Regions from separate parts of the Anser cygnoides genome. Here region 2 is linked to region 1. A link is a contact called in public Hi-C data. All regions are on one chromosome and are shown on one strand. The core of a region is the stretch at or near the end of the contact, and the rest is flanking DNA. Distances in the headings are between cores, read along the strand shown. Region 1 holds the start of SQLE (squalene epoxidase). Region 2 holds the start of TRIB1 (tribbles pseudokinase 1).

Region 1 (6,369 bases), core at 2,273-4,772:
CTTCATCTTCCCTGTAGGCATGCTTTTTCTAAAAACATTATTGAGTGTAGTAACTGTTGTGTAATAGAGAAAGGTACGGTTTGAAATGCACTCACCTTCAAGACCCAAGTCTCTAAGCGCGTTAAAGCCTCCAGGTTGCAACAATTCTCCAACTATCCTGTCGGGTTCTTTCAGATCTCTCTCAATTACAGTCACTTTTCTTCCATCCCTTGAGAGCACTGTGGCCAAGGAAGAACCAAGGACACCCGAACCCACAATGATAATTTCTGGATCGTACTGCGGTGATAAGGCTGTATTTGTAGCAGTCTCTGTCAGATGAATGTCTGAGAAGTTTACTTCTATTTTACCCTGCAGAAAAGAAAGACAAAGTTACATGTGCTGATAATATCTGTATCAAAACCTTTCCAGAGGGCTGACCTTGGACTAGTTCTACTTTCATCCAGCAGACTGAGAGCATTTGTGGTTGGACAGCAGCTTCCTGTTTAAGTTTTGTTTAAAATGAAATCAGTCGTACTCTACAATGCAACAAAAACAAATCCTAGAATCGTTTGGTTGGAAGGGACCTTAAAAATCACGTAGCTGCAACTCCCCTGCCATAGGCAGGGACAGGTTGCTCAAATCAAGCAGGGAAAACAAAACAAACAAATCAAGACTCTTTATCAGGGACTGTAGGGTTAGGACAAGGGGAAATGGCTTTAAACTAAAAAGGGTAGATTTAAATTAGGTATATGGAAGAAATTCTAGACTCCAAGGATGGTGAGGCACTGGCACAGGCAGCCCAGAGAAGCTGTGGATGCCCCATCCCTGGAGGTGTTCAAGGCCAGGCTGGATGGGGCTTTGGGCAACCTGGGCTGGTGGGAGGTGTCCCTGCCCCTGGCAGGGGGGCTGGAACTGGGTGGTCTTTAAGGTCCCTTCCAACCCAAACCATTCTACGATTCTAAGATACCTGCTTAAAACTGCCATCCTGATCAAAGAGGAACCATTAACATAGCCATGGTCTCAGATATACTCAAAGTCAAGTTCCTACAAAAGGCAGTAAAACAAGGCTGCCCCATCCTCTTGATCTATAAAGTAATATTCCAATGCCTTTGTATCAGTGAGTTCCTACTACACGGTGAACATTGCACTTAGCCATTTAAAAAGTTACCATATCCACTGGAAAATGTATTTCTCTAATTTTAGCGTAAGTGAACCCATGTGTCAAAAAAAAAACACATGAATGGAAATACTCAGCATGGAAAAATGTCAGGAGAAATGGCTATGTGGGAAACGTTATCAAGAACTGGTCCTACAATGAAAGCTCATCAAACAGTCAAAATACGTGCAAAATTGCTATATGCCTGCACTTAACTGCCCAGATTTGACATACCTCAGGTTACACACCAACTAACATGTACCTGGTACCTGAAGATCAACTGTGTTACAGTAAACTCCTAACAGCATTTAATCACTTAGTCTTCAAAGTGCAGAAAAGTTTCAGCACAAACGTGCAAGTTGTTTCTCCAGCGGCTAGAATAAAGCCTGGGGTGCAATCCACTCTTACAAATGCCTCAGCACTACATTGCTGACAACAGTAAAAATACGATTACATCAGTGAAATGAACGGCCAGAACAACACAGGCACCAGGATTTCTAGGGGCATTGTGTCACGTTTATATCTACCACTCAGCAAGGGAGTGCAAAAATAACAGTATGAATTTGAGCAATGCAAGAAATGGGGGTAAAGGCAGGCTTTTACCAGCAAAATCAAATAAAATCCAGAACCTACCAAAAAATTCATAGGGCATGCATCCAAAAAGTTTCAAGTGCTTTTGTGCAAGGGGTCAGTGCTCAGATATAAAATAACCAGAAGGACTGGGGCAGGTAGCCAAGCAGTGCTGACCCGCAGAGGTACTGCATATGCATGTCCACTTCGTGCTCTTAGATTGCAGCACCGCTGCCAAACTCCAGCTCTGCCCAGCGCTCACAGCAAGCCTCGTGCTGGGCACAGCTCACCAGACTGGCTACTTGAGCTTGGGCTCTGTAATACTGTGCAGGCACTATTTTATCAGGAACTCCCAAATAAGTGCATCTGCAGCTCTCCAGACCAATTTGCTGTATGCAGAAATATTAGGATGATGACCGCAGAACCACAGAAAGGCCGAGGCTAGAAGGGATGGATCTCTGGGGACTATCTGCCCAAGCAGGGACGCCCAGAGCAGGGTGCCCAGGTCCACGTCCAGGCAATTTTTGAAGATCTCCAAGGAGGGAGACTGCACAGCCTCTCTGAGCAACCCGTGCCAGCGCTTGGTCCGTACAGAAGTGCTTCCTGGTGTGCAGATGAAACCTCCCGTGTTCACGTTGTGCCTGTTGCCTCTTGTCCTGGCACTGGGCACCACTGAGAAGAGCCTGGCCCCGTCCTCTCTGCACCTTCAGAAATGTGCACACGTCGATGGCAGTCCCTTGGTGAACGCCCCCTGCTCGCAGCCCTTCCTCACACGAGATGCTTCTCTCCAGTCCCCACAACAGACTGGCAACGGAATACATCTTTCTGCTCGTACAAAAATCCCTTACTACGACATTTTCCTTGAGCAGTCACACGTCGCTTGACTTCACAAAACCCCTATAAACGACTTTCGCTGTTCGCTTGGCCCCCCGGAAACCAACACCAAGCACGACCCACCGGTCACCCAGGACGTAAAGACAAACCCTCCCCAACCTTCACGGCCCTCACCGGGGCACAGCCAGAAGGCACAAGGGGAGGCCACCCCCACCCCACGTGCCGCCACCTCCCGACCCCGTTTACCTTTCGGGATTTGGGTGCCTCGACCCGCCGAGCCCCCGCGCTGGGTTTGGCCCAGAAGAAGCCAACGAGCGGCAGCGCCGAGAGGACGTCGGAGAGCATCCCCGGGTGGCTCTTCTGCCGCTGCTGCCTGGGCCCCCTGAAGTGGTACCTGTAGGACAGCAGCAAGCCCAGGGAGAAGAAGACGAAGGCGGAGAGCAGCAGCTCCTTGTTGGCGTAGCTCAGCAGGTCCCCGCACTTCTTGTACACGTAGATGAACGAGGCGATGCCCAGGAAAGTCCACATCGTGCCGCGCCGGCCGCCGCTCCCGGCAGCTTCCCTTAGAGCGTTAACGCGGGCTGATGCTCCCCAAATCAGTTTCTTTTTTTCTTTTTTTTTTAAGGAAGATATTAATTAGAGAAACGGAGCCAGGGCTTGCGGCGCGATGGAAGGGGGGGATGGCAGCGAGCCCAGCCCCTGCTCCAAAGGGGAACCTATAAAAACCGCCCTCAGACGTCTTCTTAAAATCCCCAAGGACCTGTACAGCACCTGCGGTGCATTCAAAAAATAATAATAATTAAAAAATAATAAAAAATGAAATGATATATATAAAAAAAACCAACGCCTGCAGCACCTGGGCTGCCACAAGGGATGCTCACGAAGCTCAAGGCTTCTCTCTATGATGATTCCCTTCCCTACCCTGGCTGTGGGGCCGCCCCTCTGCTGTGCCCAGCCTGCCCCTATCCCCTATCCCCCCCTTATCCCCTGTCCCCTTGTCCCCTATCCCCTGTCCCTTGTCCCCTGTCCCTGTCCCCTGCCCCGGTCCCAGCCCGGGGGGGGGGGGGGGGATTAGGGGTGGGAGGGGGGAGCGGGCTGGCGTCCAGGGGGCGGGGCTATGCTAATGAGCCCCTGGCCCCGCCTCCCCCTCGGCACCGCGCGCCCCGTGCCCCAGCGGCGGCTGGCCAATCGGCGGTGCTATGCCGAGATGGCGCTATGGGCGGGCGCCCAATCAGAGGGCGGGGAAGGCGGGGCTTGCGCCCGCCGTGCGGCTAGGGCGATGTGACGACGGGAGGCGGGGCGGTCGCACCGCGGTTGCCGTGGTGACGGGATAGGGAGGGGGGCAGCCCCGCTTCCCGCGCTGCTGCCTCACGGCGCCGCGCATGCGCGCTGCCGGGGGCGCGGGCCCCTCAGGGGAGGTGGAGGGGCTGAGGGGGTGGAGCGTTGTGCAGCCTGAGGAGGTTTTAAGGCTTTTATTTTATAAGAGAAGTGTCTGGGCGTACGGCTGCAGGGCAGTGAGAGGGGCAGGGGATGGCTGCCATCCAGTCAGCCGCAAACTGAGCCCAGAAATGTAAAACCAAGGGATGGGGGAAAAGGATAACGTGCCCCAAACTCACAGACAGGAAGGGGAATCCAGAGTTTTGGTCCTCGAGTTACTTCTCGGGCTGGGTAAAACCAACGCAACAAAACAAATAATCCCTTTTTTAGCACTAAGTTCCTCAGGAGCAGGCATAAGTGGTCCTTCGTGCTCTCTGTAACCTGCAAACTGTTCTTGAGCTGAGCAGGTGTGGCAGCAAACAATGCCGAGTGTGAACACGGTACAATGATACTCAAAAGCAACGAAGTTATAAAACATGTCAGTACCCCACTTCACGCAGAACTGTTATAAGAACGACCAAAACCAAGCACGCCAATAGAGCAGTGCATTCAGGCTCAAGGGAGGAGATGAGACCCTTGCAGTGGCAAAATGGCACCACAGCGGATTGTGAAGAGGGGAAAAACTTTTAGCAATATCTTGTGCAGTAAAAAAAAAGGACTCAAAACAAATAGGTAGGCTTGTATGAGTAAAGGCAAAAATGGGAGCCAGTAAAAGAACGGGGTTTGGTTCATTCCTCAGCTAACTCAGGCTAAAAGTAAAGATGTGTCAGGTAAAGAGATCAAGCACAGGTTTTTCTATATAATAAAGACACCAGTTTCAGTCTTATCCAGTGATGGTGCTCGTCCCCTTAACTATGGCATGAACTTTGGTGCAACAGAGACATCCATAATGATAGGCATCTACTGGTAAAAACCATGTTCGCAGGCAAGCACAGGCTGCTTTTCCCCAGTTTGAACTTTATATTTAAGTTTTATATTTAAAACACTTGAGACTGAACCTTTTAGATACCTCTGCACTTGATTTATTCTGTTCAATTCACTCATGTGCCTTAAGCCTGCTTAAAATGCCTGTTTTATGAACTGGGTGTCACAGAGTTGCTTGGTACTTTGGAAGACAAAACTAAACCATATATAGCCTTCTGGGCATTTCATGTCAGGGTCCAAGCATGAACAGCAGCACAGTTTTTAAGTGAGAGTGTTCACTGAAACCAACACAATCCTTCTGAAGACTAGGACAGGTAAATCAATTGACAAACATGATCCAAAAACTACTGAAAATAAAAGCAGGGTAATGCAAATACCTAGTAAGAGTTGGACAAAGGACCAGTAAAATTTAAGGAGCTAATAGGAAGAAGGATGGTGTTTAAGAAAACTGAAGCAGAGTGATGTGAATGAAGATGCTGCTATGATGATTTTAAGGTTAGAGTGAGTTCAGGTTCCTTTTAATTTCAAATACCAAAAATCCATGTTAACCCCCAGCCTGGATCCTGATTTATGCAGCCGGAAGGTTATTTGCATCAGCTCCCTGGTAACATGGAAATGTGATCCACTATGGAAAACCAACTTTCTGTCCTGTCCAAGTCATGCTGTGGACACACAAATGCTGCGTCTGAGACAGAGGAGAAGGCAGTAATATATGGCTGGTAAAAAACAGTGAGCGTGGGTTCTCTTCTGCTGCAGGTAGTAATTAGATCTTATTATTGAATAACAAAACTACACACTTGTTCGCCTTCCACCCCAGCAAATGTTGATGCAATGCTTGTGCAAAACATCTGTCAGGATTATGTAATTCCTGAGTATTTTTTTCTTGATACTTCTGTTCAGAGGGAATTGAAACAATTACAGGATTCTGGTTTTGTATACAACGCTCACAGGTGCATCTGTTGGAGGCTCAGATGTGCTCTCAACATTTCCAGCCAAGACATGAAATGTGGATGGCTCCTCACTGTCTCTTAGCTATGGTGAAGAGCTTGACATAGTTACATTTCTCTATTTACTGTAAGAAAAGACTAACTTTTATTGCTTATATTATTGTAAATAAGAAGGTATTGCTGTGGATTTCCTATTTTCCAACATTACAAAACAACTTTTTGTGTTGTTTTGTATTTCTGTGTGTTCTTGAACTTTGCTAAGAATTTTGTTTCTAGAATAAGAAGCTTCTTGCCTCAGCTGTGAAGCACTGTCAGGATGAGTGCTATGAAACATCATTCAATGATTAAAATTTCACAGCAGCAAATACGGACAGGCTGAAACAAGAATTTCTAAAATTGGAGAACAACTTCAGAACCAGGAAATAAGGCCACCCAAGAAGAGGTTGGAGCAGACTTTTCTCTTCACTCTTTCCCAGAAGCAGCTTCACTTAGCAAAATGCAGTTTTTAGACTTGGACAGCCAGCTGTTGACAGCGATGTGAAATTGGAACAACCAGAAATGGTGGGCAGAACTCCAGGGTAT
Region 2 (6,369 bases), core at 1,083-3,582, 190 kb before region 1:
AATGTAACATTTCAACAAATGTTTCATCTTATTATGGGCGGGAAAAGCTGCAATAGTTTCCTTCAAAGGAATTACTTTCTTTGCATGTCAACATATGGTTGGCTGTGTTTTAAGGGGGGCAGTTCTGCTTAGTTTTCTTATCACATTCACAACCGATATCCTGAAGAAGCGTTAGCAGTTTAAAAAAAAAAAAACACGTTTTCTTCTGTTTCAATAAATCATCTCCAGTTTCATCAGATTAAGCACAACTCCATGACAGCTTCTACTTATTTTTTAAGCTTTCCACGGGACAAGCAGCTGGTCAGAGTCAGTTTTGCCGATTAACACAGTATTTCTGGCTCTGCCATGTGCAGTGATGGACTACAAGAGCAGCAAACACCCCAGGGAAAACGCTGAATGATCTTCCCTGACCTAAATTTAGAAACTAATTCCAAAAGCATGCCTGTGGAAGGGGGGAAATTGGAACCTCCTCGCTATAAACCGAGGCTTTAGGCTAAGTTTTACCAAAGCGTTTTTCTTCCTCGCAGGATATTTAACCGTGTCCCGCCCTCCCTCCTTTGCATGCCTGCATCCACGGTGTGGGGAAAGCACCACCACCACCGGTCGTGGAGGGAGCACAACAGCCTCGGAAGAGGCAGCAGATCACCTGACCAGCAGAGATTTTGGAGAGGAGACCCCTCTCCTGCTCCGCATCGGGGCTTTCCCCATCCCCTCCTTCCTCTCCCTGCCCCAGCCCTTGATTCATTCGACCCCGGCAGAGTCGCACACACGACATCTGGCACTGAGTGCCCAGACTATCGCCCCTTTGTCCCCCAGCGGGTGTCACCGAACTTGTGCTGAATGAGAGGAGCCTCACGGCGAGTTTCCTCCATTTCGTCAGTCGAGACCCAGCTACAAGCAGGCACGCACCAGTTGGATCCGTGACCTGCTCCACGCACGTGACGCAGCCCGCATCACGCAGGTGATGCCCGGCTTACACCACCATTCACGCTCCCTGGGATGCTTTTTGCCTTTCCACATGAGGCTTTCCTCCCTGCCCGCTCACCCAGAGGCTGGCCGCTGACAACCGCTTACCTTTCTTCATTGGAGAAGACAAATTTCCTGAGCTTGAGGTCACCGAGGACGATGGCCGACTGGTGGCAGTGAGCTACAGCCGAGACGATCTGCTTGAAGAGCCGGGCAGCCTCCTCTTCCCTCAGCCTCTTGCAGCTCCTCACATAGGAGTGCATGTCCCCAAAGTCCTTTTCGAAGAAGACATAGGCCTTGGTGTCCCCGAGGATCACTTCCACCACGCCGGTGATGTTCCGGTGCGACGGCAGCTGGATGTAAGGCCGGATCTTGTCCTGGTAGTGTTTGAGGGGGAACACCTGTGAAGAGGAAATTAAGAAGAAAGTTCGTTTTCAAGGGCGTTGGAAGCGGCCTCGCTCATAGCAACTCTTCCCAAACAATGACGAGGGAGCTGGAGGACAGCCAGGGCTCCGCGGGAGCGCCGCTCGCAGCGGGCTCCGAGCCCCTTTATTCGCATCGGCGAGGGGAAAGCAAAAAAAAAAGCAACCCGCAAACGCCAAACCTAAACCTAACCCCCCCCTAACACCTCACGATGACCCCCCTGGGGTACCCCAACCCCTCGCCTCGCCCCACCGCCTCAGCGAGCCCCTGTGAAGGGCGCTCCTCGCCGGGCGGCTCCGTGGCGAGGTTTCCCCTGACTTTTACCCCAAAAGAAGCCCCCGGGGAAGGGACACCCCGACTCCTCGCCCCCCCCCCCATAGCCCCCCCCCCCCCCCCAACTCACCTTACAGCGAAGCTCCCTGCCGGAGCTGACGCTCAGCGCCCTCGACACCTGCTCCCGCTCGGCCAGCGGCAGCAGCAGGTAGGAGGCGATGAGGCTGGGCCCCGCCGCCCCTCCGGCGGGCGAGGACGGGGCGCAGGGCGAAGAAGGGGCGCTGAGGCAATCCGGGGGGCCCGCGGGGCACTCGGCCAGGCGAGGCCACTTGGAGGCCGGAGCCTCCTCGGCGGGGCCGTCCGGGAGCGGCGGCAGGCGCTTGGCCGGGGCGCTGCGGCAGCGGGCGGCCGGCAGGAGGAGCGCGGCGGCCCGGCGAGGCGGCGGAGGAGCCGGGCGGCTCATGGGGGGAGCCGAGGAAGGGAGCCGGGAGGGGAGAGGAGCCGGGGGGGGGGGGGGGGGGTGTTTCGGGGTGGCTGTGGGGCTAAAGGAGGAGGAGGTGGAGGAAGCAGCGCGGCTGGCGCATCCCCCTGCTGTCCCCGCCGCAGCCCCGCGCCGTGTCCACCATCTGCCGCCGAGTCGGCGTTAAAGTAGTTGGAGGGTTTAAAAAAAAAAAAAAAAAAAAAAAAAAAAAATCGCTTTTCCCCCCTCCTACCCCGGCCCTGACGCACGGGGAAGTGGGAGGGGAGGAAGGCTCGGCCCCGCCTCGCCGCGCCCCGCTCCGCCCCGCGGCCCGCAGCGCCCCGCCGGGGGGGGCGCGGGGCTGCCGGGGGGTCCCCGCGTCCCCGGAACCCTTTCCCCGAGAGCCCGAGGCGCTGGAGACGAGGGAAGGGGCAGCCGAGGGAGAGGGGAGCCTCTGCGAAGCCCCCCCCGGAAGTGGCAGCGAGGGTTTGGTGTCAGAAAGCTCGGGGGGCTCCGTGGGGCTTCGAGGCAGCACCGCCGAGGCTTTCTGTGAGGGGTGAAACCGAAAAAAACCCAAGCCAGGCTGACCGTGGAGAGAAAGCGAGCCCCGCTCCATCGCCACGAGCCCCTCCTGTGTGCTTTCACCACAACCTCAGCCCCGCGGTTGCCTCACCAGCCGCTCTTTAACCTTTGCTCATCCCAGAGCCTGCCCCACAGCGCTGGTGCGGGCTCACCAGCATTCCTTCGGGAGCGTGGGCTTCACCACCAGAAATAACTCTACCCCTCGTTTCGAAGCCATGTGCCGTCCCCAAAAGGCACAGCATCCCCAAAAGGCACAGCATCCCCAAAAGGCACAGCATCCCCAAACGGCACAGCATCCCCAAACGGCACAGCATCCCCACGAGCAGCTGAAGCGGCCGGTGTGGAGCAGGATCAACCCCAACAGCCACCGGCCGGCTCAGGAGTGTGGGTTTAAAGCCACGTACAAGAGGTGTTCAGCCGGGACTGCCAGGAAATGGGAGCAAAAAATAAAAAAGAAAGACAACAAATCATCCCCGGAAAAAAAAAAAAAAAAAGCACAGACAGCTGTAGTTTTGACAAGAGTGCTCCAGAAGGAAACTCTCCCAGCTTTGCTGTTTACATATATGCAAATGTTCTGCAATCCGGTGCTGAGGCTCCCTAATAGCTGAGGGAGCCCCGGTTTTGTTCCTGCAGGCCCAGCACCCATCCTGCTCTGGTCCCCCTGCTTTAGCTGCAGGCAGGGAGCAGGATGGGGTCCCCGCCACTGTGGCGGTGATGCCACGAGCGCAGGTACCCGCTGGGATTCCTGGCGGATAACTGCACGGCGGAGCCCCGCCTGCCCTCAGCTACTTGTAGTGTATTTTAAGAAACACATGAAACTCTGGTGCTGGATGACTCACGGCATAGCAGTCCCATTAATGCATTTAAACATAAAATGCATATGCCATAAAGGGATATCCCAGGGGCTGCATTTTCCTTTCCTTTCTTTTTTTTTTTTTTTGTAACAGAAAGACAATTCGGCGAATGTTTGCAGATTGTTTTGGAGCGATTCACCGCAACGCAGAACGTGCTGGTTTATTTCGTTCCTCTTATAGGTGAAGCACGCACGCAGGCCCGTCGGACTTTTTTTGGTTTACGTTTCCCCTCCTGGAAGGCTGATGACGGGGATAGCGCTGCTGGCTGAACTGGGTCAGCGGCTTCTGCATTAATGCACCGCTTGCTACGTCCGAGAGAGCGTGAGGTGTGGTGAGGAGAGCGTGTCAGGGATTTCGGGGACAGGGGCATGGTGTAGGCGCTTGGCCAAAATAGCGACAGGCCTACAGAAAGGTACTCATGGGTGCTGTCAGTGTGCAGCAGCATCTGGTCGGTGCCCCCCGGCTGCTACACAGACAGAAGAGTTTTGGCTCTGCTGCCAAAATGTGGCTGAGGTGAACCCAGGTTAAATCTGGCCGGCAGAAGGTCTCTGCATGATGGGGGCAGCTCTTCCCAGCAGGAAACCTTCACTGCTTCTTTAAAACTGACATGCTGTTGGGTGCCCATACCATTAATATCATGACTGAACGTATAGTAGCGATGCAGAGTTAACAATTAACCAAATTAAGAGTGCTCCGTACCATATTCTCAGTCAGGTTTGGGTATGGATCATAGGGAAAGGTCCGCATCCAGCCTCCTCCTCACCCTCACCAAGTTCTTTCCAACATGCCGCTGAGCGGAAAGAGAAGTGATTCCAGGTTTGGGGTTTCTGTCTTTTCTAATTTTGGCTGATCCACAAAATAAAAAAATATATACATATCCAAAAATAAAACCAAACCAAACCACCAACAAAAAAAGAGATGCCAAGGGTGGCTGGCCGCACAGCACTGGTGCTTCTCAGAGGGCCGAAACTTGTCCTCCTCAGCCGTCTCTGCCACTGCTTGCATGCGAGCCTGTTTTTTTACAGACCGGTGCAGAAAGAAGCAGCAATTCAAAGGAGAGTTTTGTGGAGAGCAGAACTGCTGCAGCATTTCAGCATTAGAAGGTTTTTGCACGACGTGGGCTACTGCACCTGCCATAGCAGACTCGTGTTCAGACACACTGGAGGTCACTTCACGGGTTTTTGGGCATCCAGGTGTATCACCCACATTAGTGCCCTGAAATCACAAGCCATTGGGGTCTGCCTTCTTCTCCCTACTCAAGCTTTCATCATCTCATCCCCTCCTCCCACCCCCCCCAAAAAAAAAAGATTTTCCTTGAGCTACCTGCTTAGCATACACAAAGAGAGAAACTCAGCTCTACCCAGCAAATACAGGGAACCAAACACCCGGCCCTGGATGCTCCAAGAGCAGTAAGGTGGGGCAGGGGTGGCCCTTGGGAACACAAGTCCTTGTCCTTGGCAAAGGACAACAGTGCGCAACAGGCACTTCCCAAGTCCCGAGGAAGTCTAAGGAGTTCCCAGCCAACGGGAACCTCGGGCATCCCTTCTCCTTGCATGTTATTTTAAGGAAATTTTTCTTCTGTGGCATTCAAGCATCTACCTGTCTCGCCCTCAGCCCGTGCCTACGCTCACCTGCTCAGCTGCTTCTCCTGAGATGCTCGCAGAGTTATCTCCACTGCTCCACTTCTCTGACCCTTTATCTCTGTAACTGGAGCAGCCGGCGGCAATGAGAATTGTGTAACCATCTCCCCACTTCCCAAGTGCTTGGGACAGGTCTGGTTACTTTGATAATGTGTCTCCTGGGATACACAGCGTAAATCTCTATTAGATTAGGCCACTTATAAATAAACTGGGCGCTTGCTATGGGAAGAAATTAAAAAGTCATTATTTTAGTTATCGGATGACGGACGCATGACACACAAATGTCTCAGTGAATATTAAACTATCAGGCAAATGATGTAAAATAACTATCCTTATTTTACAAGTCATCTCAAGCCATGTAATGATATTTAAACTACAGCTAGCCTTTAAGCCAGTAATGTAAAACCAGCAGAGAGCCCGTGATCTGCTACGGAGTTGCTGTATACTCTTCCCGTGCAGAAAAGGCTCGAAGAGAAGTCGTGTGGCCAGGTGATAAAGAACTTAAAAGCCCCGCTTTATAGCAGGAATCACATCTGTGGTAACCCTACAACCAGCCTTACACATTGTGAAATTCAGTGGCAGATTCAATGCTAAGATATAAAACACATGACAGGCATGTAGTGACATCAAAAGAACTGAAATGTAATGGCGTTCAGATGTCTCCCCTCGAGCCCTCCCAGAAACTCTTCTGAGGGCTGCTGTTGCTAGGAAAGCCGAATAATTCCCTTTTGATAACCCTGTTGTTATCAAATCCAGGGAGTCTCATGAGCAGCACCTCCTGACTTCGTTCCTGTGTGGACCGAGGAGCATGAAGGCTTCTTCTGTTGCTTGTGAGATGTGTGAAGGCTCAGGTTTTAAACCTCAAATCTTGTTTTTACTTCAGAAGTTGATTGCACAAGCGGACAGTGAATGAGCGTCTCTCCATTTCCCTTGCGGTCAGAGAAGATCCTATTCATACTGAGTTTACAAGCAAACACTTCCTTTGGTAAGCTTCCCATGCAATTCAATTCATGTGCGTGCTTTCAAGCTCTGTCGGCGGGTCGGGACTAACATCCGAATAACCGCGTGAGGCACAGTCTCTCCCCAGCCCCGCTGCTGTTTTTAGGCAGCACTTTGAAACAATAAATCACACGGGTTGTAGGTAGGTTGACGCCGTTCTGTTAAGAGATGA

The links. Hi-C and Micro-C count contacts between places; a contact is called where the count stands out from the background.
Region 2: a Hi-C map of liver shows a contact between it and region 1, with 5 times the contacts expected there. The contact joins the promoter of TRIB1 here to the promoter of SQLE in region 1. A contact is called at or near these places in 2 of 7 Hi-C or Micro-C datasets (both in liver).

Annotation. Positions count from the first base shown.
Region 1 is chr2:152,104,961-152,111,329 of Taihu_goose_T2T_genome, reverse strand. It overlaps SQLE (squalene epoxidase), which reads right to left and starts at 3,522. Exons shown (of 11, transcript XM_013185051.3): 1 at 2,786-3,522; 2 at 96-348. The coding sequence starts at 3,067.
Region 2 is chr2:152,296,472-152,302,840 of Taihu_goose_T2T_genome, reverse strand. It overlaps TRIB1 (tribbles pseudokinase 1), which reads right to left and starts at 2,332. Exons shown (of 3, transcript XM_066990736.1): 1 at 1,793-2,332; 2 at 1,075-1,367. The coding sequence starts at 2,125.